5 separate regions of the Mus musculus genome follow, and regions 1, 2, 3 and 5 are each linked to region 4. Evidence: chromatin contacts called from public Hi-C and HiChIP or PLAC-seq data. All regions are on one chromosome and are shown on one strand. The core of a region is the stretch at or near the end of the contact, and the rest is flanking DNA. Distances in the headings are between cores, read along the strand shown. Region 1 overlaps Parva (parvin, alpha). Region 2 holds the start of Parvaos (parvin, alpha, opposite strand). Region 3 has its middle 16 kb from the start of Gm24154. Region 4 overlaps Tead1 (TEA domain family member 1). Region 5 overlaps Parva (parvin, alpha).

Region 1 (3,873 bases), core at 940-3,439, 370 kb after region 4:
CCTTGAAAGTAGAGTTACTGACAGCCGTGAGCCATCGTGTCTGTGCTGGGAACTGAACCCAGGTACTCTGCTCTTGACCACGGAGCCATCTCTCCAGCTCCGAACTCTCCCCTTTTTAAAGGCATCCTGGGACTGGGAGGTAGCTCAGCCAGTGGAGTCCTTGCTTTGCATGAGGATCTGAATTTGATCCCCACATCCCATGTAAAAACTAAGACACCCTGGGCACAGAAGTGGGCGTTTGTTATCCCAGCCTTGGGAAGCAGGGACAGACGGCTCCTCGAAGCTCACTGGCTAGCCAGCCTAGCCCACTTGGTGAGCTCCAGGCCAGTGAGAGACCCTGTAGCCAAAAAAGGTGGGTGGTATCTGAAGAAAGACCCTTGAAGCTGTCCCTCGGCCCCCACACACATATTCACGTGTGTATGCGCACCTGCACGCATTTGCATATGCACACGAAGACACACACAAATAAAATAAAAAGACAGTATGGAAAGTCTTGATAATAACACGGAAAAATGATAACCTAAAGACCTGCTGGGACATCAGTACGCTTAATATTTTGAGACACATTTTGCTATGGAAGTCAGCTTGCCCAAGGCCTGTGTTACCTGAACTGTCCCTTCTCCTTTGTACTGATTAGCCCATTGCATGCCGTGTTGTGAAGCCAAGTTCCCACCGCTGGGATGAGATGTAGCCGCCACCTGTGTCACAGATAAAAGGTCATTTTGGCAAGTGTGCTTACTAGCTTAGTTGCCGATCTGGTCACCCTTTTTACAAGAAGAAACTGTCTTGCTGAATTATTATCATTTTGTCCGTGTCTTCCTTTGTAAAATAAACCAAGAATATTTTCCCCCCAACAGTGTTTACACAGTTAGAATTAGAGATGGCTCAGCACTTGACAGTGCTCGCTGCTATTTCAGAGGACCCAGGTTCAGTTCCAAGCACCCAGACAAGGGAGCTCACGATTGCCTGTGCCTTGAGCTCCAAGACATGTGATGTCCTCGTCCAGCCTCCACGGGCATTCACCTATACATGCATATACTCACAGACAAATACATTTATGCACAAATAGAAATGAAATAAAAATTCACAAATAGATATATCCAGGGCAGAAGAGTTGGTTCAGTGGTTAAAGGTGCTTGCTCCATTTGTAGAGGACCCAAATCCAGTTCCCAGCCCAGATCAGGGAACTCACCATTAACTGTAGCTCCAGTTTCAGGGGATCTAATACCCTTTTCTGGCAGACACTATACCCATGTGCATAAACGTACAGACATACATATTTACACGTAATACAAGATAAAGCACATATCCACATGATCAAATGTGGCTCTTTGATGGTCAACCTGCTCCTGTGTGTGTGTGTGTGTGTGTGTGTGTGTGTGTGTAGTTTTTGGTGTTGTCTGGGTGACTTGCTTCCACCTCCTGCCTTTCCCATCTACCTGCAATCCCACTTCCTCTGGCTGCACAAAGTAACTCGGAGTTGAAGGAGTTAACAGTCACTAACAGAACCCGTGGGAGACAAAGCATTGGCCCCCATGATCATAAATCTCTTTCAAAGCAAGTCAGACTGCATTCTCTTCAGGCTCTCTAAACTCGGCTTTCATCGTCAGTTACATAAAGTGATATTTACGTCTGTTCCAACGTTCTTCCTTTCCCAACACGTTTATCTCAGGAAATGACAACAGGAAGACACCCCCCCCCAACCCAAGCACACATGTTATTTTTTAAAGGGGGGGCATGTTAAGGAATCAGGCTAAATCACTGAATTAACAGGCTTTTTTATTGGAATTCACTTTTTAATATAAATTCTCAAACATCTGTAAGCAATATTTTATAGACGTGAGCAAGAAAACAAGTGAGGCAAAAAAAAAAAAAAAAAAAAAATCCCCATGACTTAACCATTACTCAGCTACAGCAGTGTTTCACAACCCAAAGCAGAATAGGCAGGATTTTAGGATAACTGAAAAGGTGATTTTATTACGAATACATATCATAAATATCATGGATGTCATCACAGTGCGGTCCTTCTGGAAAGCTTATTCCTTCGGAGGTAGTGGTCCCATGTTTGAGATTTGGGTCAGCATAGGTGACTCCAATGGAAGCTAGTGTCTCTGCTTCTCCAAGGACCCCAGCTTCAGCCAGAGCAGGGAAGGCTGGGAATTTCCAGCTGGTGCTGAGTCGGAGTGACGTTAAAGTTAGAAACAACAGAAGACACGGGAAAGTCCCAGATGGCCCGAGTCTCAGCTGGGTGAGGGTGAGTTTGTCACACTTGGCAGGGCCTTAATGAGGAGACAGGTGTGCCTTCCGGGGCTGGTAAGAGCACACGGGGACCTGTTTAAAGGAACTGGGATGTGGGGAGACAGGAGGGGACCCACCCAGGCATGGGAGGACTGGAGATGAGGAGCAGAAATGCCTGAGAAGAGCTTAGGATTTTGGAAGCCCTGGGTCGATACTTCTTCTTCTTCTCCTCTTCCTCTTCCTCCTCCTCCCTTGAATTATTATATCTAAGTACACTGTAGCTGTTTTCAGAAGTACTAGAAGAGGGTGTCAGATCTCAATACAGATGGTTGTGAGCTACCATGTGCTTGCTGGGATTTGAACTCAGGGCCTTCGGAAGAGCAGTCAGTGCTCTTACCCGCTGAGCCATCTCTCCAGCCGCCTGGGTTGATTCTAAACACTGAGTTCTCTACTGGATCCCACGGGCATGAAAGGGGCTGGCGACTTCTGGCAGGGACTGCAGATGGGGGCTGGGTATGCAGTGGTAGCCAGTCAGAAGCTCACAACCCTGAGGATGTGAACAAGGGGCAGGTGTGAATAGTACATCTGGGTTACACTGGCAGCCAGCCTGTCAAATGCCAGGGTCTCTGTCCTTGCTTGCTGGGGAAGGGCTCTGAGGTGGCCTGCACAGGCAGGGGGTGGGGTGGGGGCTCTGGCTGGTCATCTAGGCAGCCATCTACTTACTTATCAACTAATATAAGCACTGTGTCCTGGGAGTCAGTCCTAGAGCAGGGCCAACAGGCTGCTCCTCCCCCCCCCCCACTCTCCCTCCCATGTGTGTGAAAGGGATATCAATTGCTTAAATAAAAGAAATCGAGGTGGAGGAGGCTGGAGCTGGGCAGGAGGAGTTTGTACTGGTCAAATTTCTCAATAAACATTTGCTTTGCTGATAAGTTTGGCCTGTGTGCAGTGAGGAATTCTGTTCCTTCCTGCTAATGGCATCAGAGGGGGTTAAAGGTAGACCGCTCATCTAAACCTATCCGGCAGGTTTGGACGACTCTGGCTCTGAGGAGGTGAGGTCAGGGGCCAGGAGGGAGTCAGTTACCTTAGGATAACTCCTTTGATGGTTGCCCTAGGGAATCTCTCTTTAATGTCCTCTGCTACAGCTATACACAACCAGTCTGTCTGTCTGTCTGTCTGTCTGTCTCCTTGTTATACAGAAATAAATGTGGAATGTGCAGTTACTACAGAATCCATAAAATAAATATACATTATTACAGAAGTCACTAAATCACCATTAGGATGGCATTAGAATTATAACCCCCCTTCCCATCTATACCCCCTTCCCAAGACTCAGAAAAGAGGTAGCCTCTGCTAACTAGCTAATTGTGTGTCTAGGAGGGCACGGTGAGGAAAAGCCCATCACTCCTTTTGTTTGTTTGTTTGTTTGTTTTTGTTTGTTTTGTTTTGGTTTGGTTTTGGTTTCTTTCGAGACAGGGTTTCTCTGTATAGCCCTGGCTGTCCTGGAATTCACTTTGTAGACCAGGCTGGCCTTGAACTCAGAAATCCACCTGCCTCTGCCTCCCAAGTGCTGGGATTAAAGGCCTGCACCACCACGCCCGGCTTTACTCTTAACCTAAGGAGATTTTTGCCTTC
Region 2 (4,204 bases), core at 1,392-3,891, 330 kb after region 4:
ACTCCTCCATTGTTGGTGGGATTGCAGGCTTGTACAACCACTCTGGAAATCAGTCTGGCGGTTCCTCAGAAAATTGGACATAGTACTACCAGAGGATCCAGCAATACCTCTCCTGGGCATATATCCAGAAGATGCCCCAACGGGTAAGAAGGACACATGCTCCACTATGTTCATAGTAGCCTTATTTATAATAGCCAGAAGCTGGAAAGAACCCAGATGCCCCTCAACAGAGGAATGGATACAGAAAATGTGGTACATCTACACAATGGAGTACTACTCAGCTATTAAAAAGAATGAATTTATGAAATTCCTAGCCAAATGGATGGACCTGGAGGGCATCATCCTGAGTGAGGTAACACATTCACAAAGAAACTCACACAATATGTACTCACTGATAAGTGGATATTAGCCCCAAACCTAGGATACCCAAGATATAAGATACAATTTGCTAAACACATGAAACTCAAGAAGAATGAAGACTGAAGTGTGGACACTATGCCCCTCCTTAGAATTGGGAACAAAACACCCATGGAAGGAGTTACAGAGACAAAGTGTGGAGCTGAGATGAAAGGATGGACCATGTAGAGACTGCCATATCCAGGGATCCACCCCATAATCAGCATCCAAACGCTGACACCATTGCATACACTAGCAAGATTTTATTGAAAGGACCCAGATGTAGCTGTCTCTTGTGAGACTATGCCGGGGCCTAGCAAACACAGAAGTGGATGCTCACAGTCAGCTAATGGATGGATCACAGGGCTCCCAACGGAGGAGCTAGAGAAAGTAGCCAAGGAGCTAAAGGGATCTGCAACCCTATAGGTGGAACAACATTATGAACTAACCAGTACCCCGGAGCTCTTGACTCTAGCTGCATATGTATCAAAAGATGGCCTAGTCGGCCATCACTGGAAAGAGAGGCCCACTGGACTTGCAAACTTTATATGCCCTAGTACAGGGGAACACCAGGGCCAAAAAGGGGGAGTGGGTGGGCAGGGGAGTGGGGGTGGGTGGGTATGGGGGACTTTTGGTATAGCATTGGAAATGTAAATGAGCTAAATACCTAATAAAAATTGGAAAAAATAAAATAAAAGAAGGCTCTGAGACCAGACCAGCTGCCCGGAAGAGGTATAGACCAACTGAGGCATTTTACAACCTGTTGAGCGGCCTGCAGGCTGTGCAGTGTGCTTCCGATTTCCAACTTTGTGAGCTGTCACCCACACTGGGGTGGGCTTCAGTAGTACAGCTATCTTTGAGTCACTTCTCGTCCTATAAGTAACCCTTCAGCCATATTCCTGTAGATGGCCCCAATAAAACCCAGTGGTTCGCCAAACTCTGTTTTGGTGATATCTGTACTTTGGTCTGTCATGGGTTTCCTATCTGGGATGAGTAGATGTGGGTATTATGCCTCCCCAGGAAAAGTTTTTCACATAGCAGCAGGCAAAGTGACCTTGAACTTTGGCCTTTACCTCGTGGTGCTGGGATCAGAAGCATGTATAATCAGCTCTGTGGTAATGTGGTGCTAGGAACTGAACCCAGGGCTTTGTGCATGCTAGGAAGCACTCTTCCAACTGAGCCTCACTCTAGCCAGGGGACACTTTGTCCTCTGTTTACTATCAGATTCCCAAAGAGGTCAGATAGCACGTGCTTAGGAACTAGATGCCTAGATTCAAACTCAGGCTCTACCACTTTCTCTGCTATGTGACCTTGGACAAACCCATTAATTTCCTGTGCCTCAGTTTCCTCATCTACATGATGGGAGTAAAAATAATATTGCCAACTTCTTAGATCTCTTGAGAAGATAAAATGAGTTCCTGGTCCCTGGAAAGAACCATGGATATATGAGCTGCTGCTACTATTTAAGATGATACCTCTAATACTCTGTACCTGGCGAGTATGTATTGATTAAGTAACTCAGACTGCAAAGATCACTGTTTAGGGAACAGGCTAGATGCAGATGCAGAATTTACCCAAGGAGTTTTAAAAAGGCCTTCATGTTGTTGGGGTGGGGGTGGGGGTGAGGGTGGGGTCGTGGGAGAGTGTTGGGCCAAGAGTCATTTACCCTTTAGTCTGAACTTTAGCCCGACTCTGCGTGCACTATTGTGCATTTCTGAGATAGAATTTGTAGCGTTTGTTTTGTTCTTTTGAGACAGAGTCTTGCCAGGTAGCCCAGGCTGCTCCCAGATTCACTATGTTGCACATGATGGCCTCAAACCTGCAGCAGTCCTTTTGCCTTGGCTTTCTGGGTGCTGAGATTACAAGATTACACTATTCCTGACCAGTCCGCATTTTGTGAAGGAAGAAAATCCACTTCTGCCCCAAATGTAGCTAGAGCCAGAGAATAAACACAGTGGTCTTAAAATATCTCCATCTGACTAGAAAGATGATATTCCCAGCCGGGACTCTTAAAGGTGGGTCTGAATGAGGTCTCCCCTCCGAGAGCATTGTTCAGAATGTTTGCAGATGAACACAGCTACAGTCAGAACCCCGCCCTCTGGCCTGCCTCTTCAATTCACTCACAGAGACATAACAAGCCCCAGAAGAAAGGCTGAGATATGCTTACAATTGGAAATGGGTGTTTGGAAGAAACCATTGGGCAGGAACCCCATTCCCGTTCCATTAACCGCTGACTCAGAGCCAGTTGTTTGGAAAAGCCAATATGCAAACTGCTCAGTCTGCGCCTGGCCCCCGCCCCACGAGGCCCCATTAGCAGCCACTTTCCCAAAACAGCCCGCCCTGCTTTGGAAGGTTCCTTTCTATTCAACCCGAGCAGGGCCCAGCAGCAGCCTGCTTGCCAGGCCCTGAGCTGGGAAAGACAAAGGGCCGCGATTGAATTTTCTCGGCGGCGCAGAATCTGAAGATGTTGTTTACTCTAGAGAATGGGTTGAAGCTCCCGGCCCGAGGGTGCAGTCTCTAGCTGCTCACCCGCCATTAGTCATAACTTAATAAAAGCCCTAAACGGCTAGCGGAAGAGCCGGCTTCGAAGGCGCAGAGATTGCCTTAGTTCACTCCAAGAAAAGGGGTTTCTTCATCTCATTTTATTTTCTAGAAAATGCCATCTGAAATGAGGTCCACATCCAGCAGAGGCAGGCTTGGGGACTTGAAGAGGTGGATTCGAATCCTGCTCTGGTTTTATTAGCCGGAGGACCTGATGTGGCTTCCTGCAGTTAGAGCTGAAGCCGTTCGTCTGTTTTCCTCCCGTGTTTATCCTTTTGAAAGAACCCCCATTTTCATCTAGGATCCACCTGCCCTCCTGGGTCTAGAGTGAGATCCTGATTGCTTCAAGTCAGTAATGATGCTCCCCACCCTTGCCTCGGGGGCCATATGATACAACTCTAGTCAGAGCTTTGAGTGGAAATAGTTCTAGGAGTTTCTAGGAATAATCTCCCCCCATTTAAGAAAGAGTCCCATGGAAGGTAAGTCTTTTTCCTTTCTTCTCTCCAGCATTGTATTGGGCTTTTATGTATAACTTTGCTATGGTTCTTTTATAGCCAAGAGGTAAGTCTGCCCGAAGAAGCTAACATGCTGAAGTTGTCAAGAAGGAAGGAAAAGAGGGGGAGGACGTTGTTGATACTGGTGAGCTGCTGCCCCGGAAACCACCCCTTACTATGTAAGCTGGAAGAGCAGATGGACCAGGGACAGTCTACCCAGTTAGTGCATGGGGATAAGGATTACGTGGATAGCATAGGTCTGTACTTGATAGTAACTTAATCTCCTCTTTCTCCCCAGAAAGAACAGGATAGCCACAGGACTTGGTGAACCCTAAACTTCTATGCCTGGGAACCCCAAGAACCCCAGGAGAGAAACAAGTATGGAAAAAAGAATGGAAAAAGTTTTCTAAAGGTGAAAGAGGGTTGTGGGTGGAGCTGGGCTGGTGGGTGGGGCTGGGCTGGCACACTTGAAGCCCTGGGTTCCATCTCCAGGGACGGGTGCACACAGCAACTCCAGCACTGTGGAGGGGAGGCAAGAGGATCCTAAGTTCAAGTCCATACATAATGAGTTTGAGGCTCCCTGTGCAGGATCCCTAATTATATTCACTCAACTGAGAAGCACCACTGAATGCCTCCTCTAGAGCCTGGAGACATGCCTCACTCGGCTCCCAGGAGTGGAGAAGACAGGCCCAGGGGAACCATGGGACTAGTGTGTTCCACTCTAGGTGCCAGATGGGAACCGGAGGAACTTGTGTGGAATGAGGCTGATTTTG
Region 3 (4,084 bases), core at 188-2,687, 270 kb after region 4:
TAGGCACATTTTTCTGCGGCTGGCATGAGGCATCGGGGCTGCAGAGAAGAATCCAGACAGCCGCTCTAGAAGCAGCTGCTAAGATCTGCACTCTAATTTGCTGCCACAGCTTGACACAGTGAGATGCATTAAAATGTGCCACATTGGTTAACATGGGTTCAAGTAGACAAAGACTGCCAATTTGGAAGGAGGGTAAATGGCCTTTGGTGGCTCTCTTCGTGATGCCCAGACGGCATGCGGTGGAAAATTACAGTGTGCTTATATGGGCAGTTCTGGCACAATCCAAGCACAAATGAGACCCGAGGATTAGCTTTCCTGGATGAATAATTATTCCTGAATCATGAGACAGGCACCCGTGGAAAGAAAAGTGCTTGTCTTTCTAAGAAGTCTCCAAACACTGTCAGAGATTCATATCCTCACATGAGTTCCGTGCAAATGAGAACCGGCCCTTAACATTGTTCTGAGCCAAAGAAAATTCTTGGTTGGGACTGAGAAAAAAAAAAGTTAGATAAATAATTTCTTCTTGCCTCTCAGAAGGCCACAGCTATCGCTGCAATCCAGAGCTGGCCTCTAAGCAAGTCTGGCGGGTTTTGCTTGGACCAGCTGCTATGATGAACTTACAGTAATTCCAGGTTTTCCTCTACTCCAGACAGAGCCAAGAGCTATGAAGTAAGCCGGATGCATCCGGCTTACTTCATAGCTCTCTTCAGTACCTGCTGACTACTGACCGTTCAGTTTTCTGACTTCTTTCTTTACTAAAACAGGACCATAGGGGAAATTCCTTCCAGGCAGCCGAGGAAGCTGGCAAAGATTTATTTCAAGTTAATTAAGAAAGCTGTGCTAAGCACCAAGGGAGTCTGTTTAGTTGGGCTGTGGGACGTGACCACCGCATCAAGGCTGAGCTGGACCTTTTTGCTCCCTTTACCACAGACCTTCTGTATTTTACCATTACCACTAGGAGGTGGGGAAGATGAGGGGAAACTGAGCTCAGAAAGACTGACTCCTTAGGATGAGCCACTGGTAAACCAAAGTCTCAGAATTTGAACTTGGCTTTAGTCTGAAGAATATGTCCTCTGCTTGTCTGCCCTATGCTATAAGATGGCCATAAGCAACGAAAGCCTCCAGTTAGAGCCCAAGGAGAGAGCTCGGGGTGAGAACTCCAAGCTGAGTAAAGGTGAGGAAACAGGCTAGCTGCTGGTAGAATGCTTGCCCAGGCTGCGTGAGGCGATATAAACTGTGTATGTTTGTGATCCTCCTACAAGGAGGCAAGGGCACCAGAAGTTTAAGAGGGCCCTTGGCTACACAGTGAGTAAGTTCCAGGTAGCCTGGACTACATGAGACTGTCTCTGAAAAGACAAGTGGGAGAGCGGGGAGCTAGGCAGACAGGATATGTGGAAATGTGTGGAAACGCAGCAGAAGCTGGGTTTGTGTTGATCCTGGGCCCAACTTCTGAAGATCTTAGGAATCCCGGAGCCCAGTGGGAGATAGTTGGACAGATTTTCTGGAACCTAGAGCAATTTTTTTTTTCCTAAGGCAAACATTCAATATGAATAAACTCAAGTGCTTTTCCCCTAAGGCACACATTCAATATGAATAAACTCAAGTGCTCCAGGGGTCTCAGGATCCTAGATATACCCCAGGACACTGAGATCTGTGGCGTAAAGACTTTAAAATGGGTTTCTTGTGAAGGATGGGGGACTCATTGTCCCCACCTCTTGATGGGCCGACAAGAAGGTACAGAAGGTATGCTCTCAGGGTAGAAAGGATTTCCAACCCAGAGTGGTAAATGGCTTCTGACTAGAATTACCCCCAGGAACCCGACAGGCCTGGAAGATCAAGGACAACCTGGCTGACAATGTCTTCCATTTTTGCCTGTGGTGTTTTAGACTCTTCTGCTGACCCTGAAGCAGCTCCACAGGCCTGGATGTTCCTGAAGTCACTTCCTGAGGCACGGAGGCGATGCTTGTGGCAAAGGTGTGATTCGAGATGCTCAAAGTAGTCATATGGTAGGATCCGGGAAATGACTCATCGGAGATCCCGACATGAGGAAAATTCATTCCCAAAACCACCAAGGGAGAACCAGGGGGATGGCTCACTTGGTTAAAGTGCTTGTCAGACAAGTATGGGACCTGGATACCCCAGGACCGTGTGGAAACAAAATCAGGTATGGTGGCACACGCCCATAATCTCAGGGCTAATGTGACACAGATGGGAGCTGGCCAGCCAACCTGGCATAATGGGTGAGCTTCAGGACAACAAGGGCCTCTGTCTCAAAAATAAAGTAGACCACACCTAAAGAATGGCATGGAGGGTTGATTTCTGGCCTCCACAGGCACATGCATGTGCATGTACACATGGGTGTACACACATGTGCAAATACATGAATTCAAGAGAGAGGAATGGTCCCACCCCTTTTCTTGATTGGGAATAAAGGTCTAAAAAGGAGACCAGAGACATATTCATCCTTGAATTATTTGTAGGGAATTAACCATGAAGCCAAGGGCCCGTAGAAGATGAGCCATTCACCAGCTCTGTGTCTCTTGGTAGGGGAAGGGCAGTCTCCACTGGATGAAATGAAACAGACAAAGAAATGGGCAAAAACTATTTATGGATAATAACTTCTGAGACCTATATACCCATGTATTGGCTTCACAATGAGTCTTTTATTGTAATGTGGAACATTTGGTGACTCAAGAGACACAGAGCATGTGACTCACGCAAAGGTGGTGGGCTCCAAACAGAGAGACCTAATAGTTTGTTCTTGGCTGGACACTAAGAAGTTGTGGGCAAATTACCCCTCCCTGAGACTCCCTTTTCTGTCTGCTAAGCAGAAAAATGATCCTGAATCTTGACAGAGCTGCATACATTTTGAAAGTGCAAAATACATTATGTGTGCTGAGTAAATGAGAGAGAATAAGAAGAGAAATATAGAATTAAATAGATAATACAAAATAGTAATACCCAGAGTTGGCAAGATAGCTCAGCAGATAAGGCTGACACCTGCTGCAGGCAGGCAGCTTGCCACCAGGGCTGACAACTTGAGTTCAGTTCCCAGAACCCATAAGGGGAAAGGAAAGAACTCATTTCAAGAACTTGTCCTCTGACTATCTCATAAGCACCATGGTATGTGTGTACTCATTAATAGACAAGTAGATGTAAATTAATAAAATACTAACTAGGGCTGGAGAGATGGCTCAGAGGTTGTGAACACGTGTCCTTGCAGAGGACCCAGGTTCCACTCTCCACATCTACCTCAAAGCTCACAACCTTCTGTCACTTCAGCGCCAGGGGATCTAATGCCTACTTTTGACCTTGAAGAGCATCAGGCACATGTGTGCTGTGTACATATACCTGAGCAAAACATTTATGTACCTAACATAGAATAAATAAATCTAGGGATGGGCATGTTGGCACATGCCTTTAATAATTCCAGCATTTGGGAGGCATAGGCTGGGAGATCTCTGTGAGTTCGAGGCCAGCCTAGTCTACAAAGCAAGTCTAGGACAGTCAGGACTTTGTTACATAGAGAAACCCTGTCTGGAAACAAAAAAACAAACAAACAAACAAAGTCTTAAAAAATAGTAGCAACCAGAGATGGTAAGTACAAGATGGGCAGATACATTCTTTTGCAATTAAGTCTCATTATATAATCCAAATTGCCCTCGCACTCTATTCTCTTGCCTCAGCATCTGAACAGCTGGAATAACAGGTGCACACCACATACCCCATGTAAGCTCAAGATATGAACAGTATCTTGCTCGTCTTTGTACTCTAATGTGTTATACTATATAAATATTAATCATTATATGTTATCATACACACATATGTAGATATATGCATATACATATATAGTATATAATAGCACATAGTAGCAACCCCTAAACATGCGAGCCTGGCTGGCTGGTGTAGCACCATGTCTGGGCATGACTGTTTTCTATATTTTGGCAGCTATAGAAGTAAATGAGAGTCTGCTTAGAGAAGCATTTCAAAATCCTATGAAACTAAACAAGGAATAGAGAAGGGGACATACAATGTCAGGACATTTTTGAAATGTCATTTGAGGAGAGCAGTGGCCTTCTTTCGG
Region 4 (3,752 bases), core at 428-2,927:
AAACAAAAGTATGATTTTCAGGATGTCTACTTCGGTTGACTACAAGCCCCTGGGCTGCAAAGAAGCATGGGTCACGCTGTAAAACTCTCCTGTGGCTTAAGACAGCTCACAGCAGTTAGGGTAACCGTGTACATGTGAGACTCCCAACACAGGCAGGATCTCTTGGGATCTGGAGTTTCTCAGCTCCTCTTTCTACCTCTGTGACCCTAGTCTGTCGTCACTGTCACTACGAGCCTGAAAGGTTGAATGAAAATCCTGAGAGTCACAGACAGGAGGTGCTGGAGGGGTCAACAGTCCTCCTCACTGAAGCAAGGTTTCTGTCTTCCGGGTCCCTGCTCCATTTGATCTTCACTGCCTATGGAAACCATAGAGGAATGAAGAGACCTGGACGCTGGAGTTGGCTGAGTTCTCAGTCTGGATTTGCAGCTGATTCCATCCACTTTCTAGAAACTTCTTGGCTGGGGCTTTCTGCCTCTCTACCCCAGCTGCCTCCATTCTAAGGCAGTGCCTTCCCTGCATGAGAATCTAGTGACTAGTGAGAGAATGCACGGAAACTACATTATCAACTGGGCCTGTCCAAGAGTCTGTCATGGATACTCTTTATTCCATGACTGTAAAAGTCCCCGACTTGGGCTGGAGAGATGGCTCAGGGGGTAAGAGCACCCGACTGCTCTTGTGAAGGTCCTGAGTTCAAATCCCAGCAACCACATGGTGGTTCACAGCCACCCATAATGAGATCTGACGCCCTTTTCTGGTACGTCTGAAGACAGCTACAGTGTACTTTAAAAAAAAAAAAAAAGTCCCCGACTTGAGGAGAGACCATCGGTGCACTCCCTCAAACAGCTACGAAATGGAAAGAAAAGCTTAAAACAGAACTGCAGGGCGGGAAGTGCCAGGTTCATCGGGGTGATTCCCACTGTCATGAGGTTATTTACTGTCACTACTGGAGCTGAGGTGGGTTCATGACCAAGCTTCTGATTTCCGTTAGGATAGCAGACTCTAACCCAGGAGGCTCCTTTTGAGGAAGCATAAAAGGCCTGTCCTCCAAAATGAGATGGAGCAGCTGGGGATGTACCCAGTTTGAGACAGTAGATCTCAATGGCTAGCGGGGCTTCAAGGTTTTCCTTTCTCTCCCCAACCCTTTTTCTTTCCTCAATAGGACTGATGATCTATCTTATTTAGGGAATTCCAATGTGACCGCTTCATTTTTGAAAGAAGAAAGAGAGGCAGGGAAGGAGGAAGGGAAGGGGAGGGGAGGGGAGGGGAGGGGAGGGGAGGGGAGGAGAGGGGAGGGGAGGGGAGGGGAGGGGAGGGGAAAACTACAAATAACCCTCTGTGCCCTGGGATAGAGCTGAGAGCTGCACTACAGCAAACCACCTGAAGGTGGCGATATTTTCCTAAACTTCTCCCAAAAATTTCAAGTATTTGAAGAACTTAGTAAAACCTTGAAAAATGACTGCTGTCAAATAATACCAAGAGAAAAATTATAATCCACTTAGGAATTTAAAGAAACCAAGACAAATAATTCATGTCGAAGGATACTAATGTCTAAGCTGAATCAGAGAGAGGACAAATCACCTGCCTTTGCTTCCTGTCACGATCCAGCCTGGACTGTCTGTCTGAACCTGAGGGTTCAGGGTGGCCTGGGCAGCCTTTGATGGCAGGGAGTGGGTGTGGAGTCAAGCCAAGAGAGTGACTTGCAGATTCAGCCAGGAGAGGATGGGGATTGCATGGGTCTCTATGAGGCTGCCAGAGAGAAGGTGAACCAGTTTCCTCCAGAGCTTAAACCCAACAAGCTGCTCGATCCCTTGTAGTTTCAGGGTGTTATACCGGGATGCCTCCTTCCTGCTTCCTCTTTCCACCCAGTGCAGCTGAAGAGACACCATGGCTGAATGAAGGGTAGGCACTGGGATGGCAAGCGGGAGGGAAGCTGACCCGCCAAGAAAAGCAGATGGAGCCTGGCTGGGTCTCTGTGAAATGTCTATAAAACCTGCATTTCCAGATGCTTTCAATTGCCTCTTCCCCAAAGGCTAATGAAGAAAGAGGGTGAGTTCCCAGACCAGCTCAGAGAATATAAACCACCCAGCAGACAGGCTGCAGCCATGGGAAGCTGTGTGCTGGTGTGGGACAACTTAGCATCCTTCACTATGGCGAGAGCTGAGGGATCACACCACGTCTGGCCATCATGCAGAGCCTTGGATGCCACCCCATCTCTCAGGTCCCCCTGGAAGACCACAGAGGAAAACCCAAGAGATCCACCCAGCCCGAGACAACCATCAAACCAAGCGGCAGCACCCTCCTGGAGGATCAGATATACTTTGGGATGAAGTATTCTAAGTGTCAAGGATGCTAAGAATGCACAGGTAGGAACCTTCTATGTATGAGCTGTGCGACCTGGTCTGTGTGCCATCTGAACACAAAAATGACACATATGGCTGGGTCTTCTCCAGGGGTCAATGTGAAGGTCAAGTGAAAGAGAGAGTTGCAACAGAATCTGAAAGGGATTGGCCCAGATGGCCACGCCCCTCAATGAGACAAGGTAAGTGCTCTAGCACCCCCTGCATAGCCTGAGGCCTGGAACCTTCAGCTGACTCAGTACCCATCCTCAACTCTACACCCTCCTCACACAAAGGCTCCTACATGCTGGTTTGCTTTTACTTGTTCAGATGACATTTCCAGAACCAGCCAACGTCAGAACTGCGGTCTGACAAAGGAATTTAACTGGATCTGGGAACTTAAGCTTTTGAAAGGAGCTATAAAGATAAGAAAATTAAATCATCTTTGGGCCTATGTTGGCCCGATTGCTTTACTGGAAGGACTCAGGTTATCTGATGGTACTTCTGTGGAACATCAGTAAGAGCTGGGTCAGAGGCCGAAGTCTCCTGAGAGGATTTGGGATCCCTTAGGCAAGGACAAATGACTCACACGAGCCCAGGATCCCCAGCTCCAGACTCTAGCCACCGAGAAACGAGGATCAGAATGCCGGCTCTGCAGGATCCCTAGCCTGGGCACCCTGCAGCAATTCTCCCCCCAACCCCCATCGCACCCCCTGTCCCCCACAGGCGGATCTGTGAATGGTCCATCCTCTCACTGAAAGGAGCTATGTGGGAGGGCACTGTCCACTTAGAGACCTCCCTAGATATTAGTAACTTACTCCTTGGATTTTCCCTGAAATGCCTCAAGCCATTGGCTTTTTAAACAGCCCATTCTTCCATCCATGTGTGAACTGCTTCAAGGTCTCCAAGGCTGGGTCCTAACAGCAATGCCAGTGTCTTGTTTAGTTTGAGGCCGACAGGAAACTGCGTTAGGAGCTTCCTCTCCTCCTTGATACGCTTCTGCATTCCATCAGCGTGCTCACCCGTTCCAGGTACCTGCTCCCTCTTGCAGGCTAATCCTCAAGGTTTTGTCCTCACTACCTACCATCTGGTCCTATTTCCTGTGATAGCATTTTAAGACCAGTTCAAAACACATTTTGGCATCACTCAATCTGCCTAAAGACAGCACCAAATTGTAATTAAGATAGCTACTCAGAGACCCTACATCAAAGCCGGGAAACAGGCTCACACTGCTGATAAGTCAAGGAATCCTATCTTTGTATGCAATACAGACGTCATTAAATCGAGGAGGAAGAGTTCAGGTAAGGACATTCTTTGTTTCTCTGGCTTCACAGAGCGCTCAGCTGCAAACTGGGGTCACTCAGCCTTTCTCCTGGAGGGCTCACATTTTCAGGGCACAATGCCTAGCACAGTGCT
Region 5 (4,089 bases), core at 1,192-3,691, 290 kb after region 4:
GACTGGAAATCAGAAAACTTTAGGGAGTTGGTTCTTTCCTTCAACCACATGGGTTCCAGGGAAACTCAGTTGTCAGGCCTAGCAGCAAGTACCTTGTCTGCTGAGTCATCTTGCCAATCTTATTCCTTTAAAAAATTTAAAATGTCTGTCTGTCTGTATATATGTATGCATGTATGTTTTTCTTTCAAGACAGGGTTTCTTTGTGTAGCCTTGGCTGTCCTGGAAGTAGCTCTGTAGATCAGGCTAGCCTCCAACTCACAGAGATCCACCAGCCTCTGCCTCCTGAATGCTGGGATTAAAGGAGCCACCACTACCCAGCTTTATTATATATATTTAAATATCCAATAGTTTCAGGCTTCTGTGAGGTATCTCTGTTTGTGAATATTTTACATAATGATCAAATCAATGTAATTAGTATGCTTATCAATGGTTATTTCCTTGGGTTGAGAACATCAAGCTTTTGATTTCTGTGAGCTTACCTCCTTTGGAGTCTGCACATGACAAAGATATTTGCTGTTTGCATCTGGCTTATTTCACTTAAGATCACATCCTCCAAGCCTACACATGTTGTCACAAACAACAACTCAGCCTTTCGATGGCTGAATAGCATTCCATAGTTCCTTTCTGCTTATCCACTGACAGACACTTAAGGTGGTTCCATCTCCTGGCTGCTGTGGCTGCTGTAGTGAACAGGTACATGCAGGTGTGCCTCTGACACACTCAATTCATCTCCTTTGGCTGATCCCAGTAGTGAGATTGCTACATTGCACAGAGGCTCCATTTATACTTTTCTGAAGACCACTCCCTGCTGTTTTTCATGGTGGTGGTACTAATGGACAATGCCACCAAGTCCACAGTCAGTCTCTTGGGAAGCAATCAGGGTGCTTATTTGGCTTATATGGCTCAGTACAGAACGCTTCTCCATATTCTGTGCCACTGAGTCTGCCCACATGCCCTGGCTTACAGCACACTTTCTAGTCAGCAATGAACAGGCCAGTCTTTCTCACATTTTGTCGCTCTGACATTCTTTGTGGTGTGTGTGTGTGTGTGTGTGTGTTTTCAAGACAGGGTTTCTCTGTATACCCCTGGCTATTCTGTAACTCACTCTGTAGACCAGGCTGGCCTCAAACTCAGAAATCTGCCTGACTCTGCCTCCCAAGTGCTGGGATTAAAGGCATGTGCCACCACTGCCTGGCCCACTCTGACATTCTTACAGCTACCCAACAACTCCAAATGAAGACTGTTTTCCAACATGGCTGTGGCCATTCACTCTTACCCCTGCATTTTTTTCCTATGGCTCCATGCCTTTGTGATGATCTGAGTTTGAGGAAGCTGTTACTGTCAGCTCTGCACACTGTATGTAACCCAGAGCAATGAGGAAGGCGGCTGGGGATATCCTTCACATTTCTGGCCACAGACCACGTCCAGCCATGTTGAGCTGACCAGGGGAACTGCCCTGCCGTCAGCTGGTGCTCACCACACAGCCTGTCCAGCCTGCAGACTCCTGAGGTTTGTATATGCCCTCCGTCTGCTGGCTGTCCACAGTTTGATCCTGACTGCGCTGGGCTTCTCCTGAGGCCCAACCTTCCCGGCACACTGGAATCTTGTCCATATTCATCGCTGAGTCCTCTTGAATGGTGGGAATGGTGAGGCTTGTGCATCTGAAGATGCATACCCCCCAAAACAAACCAACAGCCTGATAGCAATATTCGCCACTCTCATTTCTCCTTCTTGATTTTCCTTCCTTCCCCTCTCTTCCTCTCCTTCTTTCCTTTCTTCTCTCATCTATCTAGAATATTAAGCCCAGGTCCTATACAAGTGATCTACCACTGAGCTATATCCCCAGCCTTCATTTTATATGTTAATTTGAGGCAGGGAGGCAACAGGTCGGCAGGCAGACAGGCCAGCAGGCAGACAGGCCAGCAGGCAGGCTCTCACTAAATAGCCCAGGTTGGGCTTGAACTCTCTATGTAGCCCAGGCTGGCCTAGAATCACTCTCTAAATCCCAGACAGGCTTTGAGTCTGCAGTCCTCCTACCTCAGCCTCTCACATTCTGAGGAGTACAGCCCTGTGCCCTTAGGCTGGCTCCTCACCTGGTGTTTCAGCCACTCCCTTGGCTGTGAATGTGAGGCTCACCCTCAGCTTAAGCGCGTTAGAGCACCGAGAAGCTCTGAAGCCTGGCAGCAGAAGACTAAGATGTAATATGGGGGACTGCAGAGCTCTGAGGACTCCTGACCTCAGCATCTTGCCACGAGAAATGCCTCCATCAAGGTGTTTTGATCTGGAGACATCTTCAAGAACCTGTAATGCCTGCAGCGTAGACTAGGAAACCACATCCCAGTGGAGACTAGGAAACCTCCCCTAGGAAGGAGCATGGAAGCCAGAGGGAACGCTGAGATCTGCTGCTTACAAAGTCCAGCCTCACAGAACACCACTTCAGCCCCACCCCCACCCCCCTTAACGCCTGGAAATTTTCTGCATGGGCACGATGCCCAGGGCAACAACAAATAAGATACATGTGTTTTTCCACTGACATCGCTTGAGAAGTTTCAGATGAAGTGAGTCAATAATCACATTTGAAACCTCATCCATATACCAAAACCATCCTATAGCCTGACACTGGGAGAGTTCTCCCTGTCCAGAGGGAAACAAAGGCCCAAACACCAACAGATCAGGACAAGCCTTTCCAGCCTGCAGGCTGGAAGTTTCCATGAAGCAGCTTAAGGAGCCAACCACAGAAAGTGAAGCTGGGGCTGGAGAGATGTCATAGCCATTAAAGGCTAGGCTCACAACCCTGAGGATAAGAAAGTGAAGCCAGTGTACCCCAAGGCAGGTGCTGGGGCTGCTGCAGCCTTAGGGCATCAGGATGGAGAATCAGGTCAAGCCAGGGAGAATGCTCCCAGGGAACACTGTCACTCTAGAGGCCTTCCCTTAGAGGTAACCATGGACATGGGACAAGGTGGGAATGAAAGGGAATCATTGAGCTGTATCAACCATAGTTGACAGTATCTGGGCCTGTAGGAGTCACAAACTAAGGTCCCTGTCCTTGGCTGGGCCCGTGGCTCAGTCCTTCATCCTGATGTCTATCACAGCTCTGCCAGACCTTCTGTTATGTTCTGACTGGCCTTAGGTGGATCCTACTGTTTCTTATGTACCCAGCCACACAGCCTCCATTGTACCCCGCCTCAACAACTCTCATGACTCTCATGCTGTTTGGGCAGCTAATGATGCTTTTCTTCCTCTGGTTGGTGGCAGGAGCCTTAAGGGAAGAGGTGATCTTGTCTTCACTGTGTATGACGATGTGAAGGGTCCCAGGCGGGCTAGATGTAGGTGCAGGGTCTGGAAGGCAGATCTTGGTTTGGAGGCAACAAAGCAATATGGTGTAGGAGCCACAACCTTTGCTTGCCCCCATGCCTTTTAGTGACAAGGACGATACAAGCACAGGGCTCTGTGGATGGCCGTCTCGGAGTTCCAACTTGACAGACATGATCCACAGCCCAGTGTCTACTTGCCAGGACTGATTACATGGAAAACTGCAGCAAGCGGCACCAAGAGTGTGTACTAGGATAATGGCTAACAGTGACGTGTCTCGTACCCTCAGATGCACACATGCAGCCAGGCATAAACACTGCAGGCACGCCTGAGCAGTCCCTTCTGTTTTGCTCTCCCCTGATCTCACACAGTCTGCCCTCTGCATCCCCGGGCTCTACATTCAGGGATTCAGACAACAGAGTGTAGAAAATATTTTTAAAGTTTTCAGGGCTAGAGAGATAGCTCACTGGTGACAAGTATTTGTTGCCCAACCACGAGGGCCTGAGTTCATAGCCACACCCCCAGCAATCTGGGCGTGGCCTTGCATGCTGTGGGAAGATTGCTGGGGCTTGCTGGTTGCCAGCCTTGCTGGGGAAAACAAACCTAAATAAGCCCACAGGTCCCAGGCTCAAGGAGAGACCCTGACTCAAAGGGTGGAAAGTGATAGAGGAGACACGCATTGTTTGCTCTGGCCTCTGTGTGCATATAGGTACACATGCACGCACATACTCAGAGACAGTGAGACTGAGGGAGAGAGAGAGGGAGAGAGAGAGAGAG

Evidence for each region. A called contact is a pair of places that touch in the nucleus more often than the background predicts. HiChIP or PLAC-seq counts read pairs in DNA pulled down with a chosen protein or histone mark.
Region 1: an H3K27ac HiChIP or PLAC-seq map of embryonic fibroblasts shows a contact between it and region 4, with 7 times the contacts expected there. The contact joins two enhancer-like sites. A contact is called at or near these places in 6 of 484 Hi-C or Micro-C datasets (bone marrow-derived macrophages, embryonic stem cells, liver and 3 more) and 6 of 115 datasets of contacts at active chromatin or transcription factors (the NIH/3T3 cell line, embryonic basal ganglia, embryonic fibroblasts and 3 more).
Region 2: a contact with region 4 is called in an H3K27ac HiChIP or PLAC-seq map of embryonic stem cells, with 4 times the contacts expected there. The contact joins the promoter of Parvaos here to the enhancer-like site in region 4. A contact is called at or near these places in 6 of 39 promoter capture datasets (embryonic stem cells, hippocampal neurons, liver and 2 more), 2 of 15 datasets of contacts at CTCF or cohesin (the NIH/3T3 cell line and large pre-B cells), 2 of 484 Hi-C or Micro-C datasets (muscle stem cells and nephron progenitors) and 7 of 115 datasets of contacts at active chromatin or transcription factors (the NIH/3T3 cell line, embryonic basal ganglia, embryonic stem cells and 2 more).
Region 3: a Hi-C map of muscle stem cells shows a contact between it and region 4, with 3 times the contacts expected there. The contact joins two enhancer-like sites. A contact is called at or near these places in 2 of 15 datasets of contacts at CTCF or cohesin (the NIH/3T3 cell line and large pre-B cells), 11 of 484 Hi-C or Micro-C datasets (the AML12 cell line, the AtT-20 cell line, the N1E-115 cell line and 8 more), 2 of 115 datasets of contacts at active chromatin or transcription factors (fibro-adipogenic progenitors and heart atrium) and 1 of 9 other capture datasets (embryonic stem cells).
Region 5: a Hi-C map of the N1E-115 cell line shows a contact between it and region 4, with 2.9 times the contacts expected there. The contact joins two enhancer-like sites. A contact is called at or near these places in 2 of 15 datasets of contacts at CTCF or cohesin (the NIH/3T3 cell line and large pre-B cells), 17 of 484 Hi-C or Micro-C datasets (the AML12 cell line, the AtT-20 cell line, the HL-1 cell line and 7 more), 3 of 115 datasets of contacts at active chromatin or transcription factors (extraembryonic endoderm stem cells, fibro-adipogenic progenitors and heart atrium) and 1 of 9 other capture datasets (embryonic stem cells).

The regions. Positions count from the first base shown.
Region 1 is chr7:112,498,002-112,501,874 of GRCm38.p6, reverse strand. The region is part of intron 1 of Parva (parvin, alpha); the gene reads right to left. Among named protein-coding and RNA genes, the nearest start is that of Parvaos, 36 kb to the left of the region's middle. Within about 2 kb of position 2,189, at least 96 of the 459 cell types and tissues checked have an H3K27ac peak or open chromatin away from gene starts, as enhancers often do. A contact at or near this core is called in the NIH/3T3 cell line and embryonic fibroblasts, where this site is marked.
Region 2 is chr7:112,534,120-112,538,323 of GRCm38.p6, reverse strand. It overlaps Parvaos (parvin, alpha, opposite strand), which reads left to right and starts at 2,641. Exons shown (of 5, transcript NR_154467.1): 1 at 2,641-3,416; 2 at 3,492-3,576; 3 at 3,730-3,843. All of the region lies in intron 1 of Parva (parvin, alpha), which reads right to left.
Region 3 is chr7:112,600,489-112,604,572 of GRCm38.p6, reverse strand. No RefSeq gene overlaps it. Among named protein-coding and RNA genes, the nearest start is that of Gm24154, 16 kb to the left of the region's middle. Within about 2 kb of position 1,437, at least 54 of the 459 cell types and tissues checked have an H3K27ac peak or open chromatin away from gene starts, as enhancers often do. A contact at or near this core is called in heart atrium and muscle stem cells, where this site is marked.
Region 4 is chr7:112,866,871-112,870,622 of GRCm38.p6, reverse strand. All of the region lies in intron 9 of Tead1 (TEA domain family member 1), which reads right to left. Among named protein-coding and RNA genes, the nearest start is that of Rassf10, 85 kb to the left of the region's middle. Within about 2 kb of position 1,677, at least 59 of the 459 cell types and tissues checked have an H3K27ac peak or open chromatin away from gene starts, as enhancers often do. A contact at or near this core is called in the N1E-115 cell line, the NIH/3T3 cell line, embryonic fibroblasts and 3 more, where this site is marked.
Region 5 is chr7:112,581,568-112,585,656 of GRCm38.p6, reverse strand. All of the region lies in intron 12 of Parva (parvin, alpha), which reads right to left. Among named protein-coding and RNA genes, the nearest start is that of Gm24154, 35 kb to the left of the region's middle. Within about 2 kb of position 2,441, at least 16 of the 459 cell types and tissues checked have an H3K27ac peak or open chromatin away from gene starts, as enhancers often do. A contact at or near this core is called in the N1E-115 cell line, where this site is marked.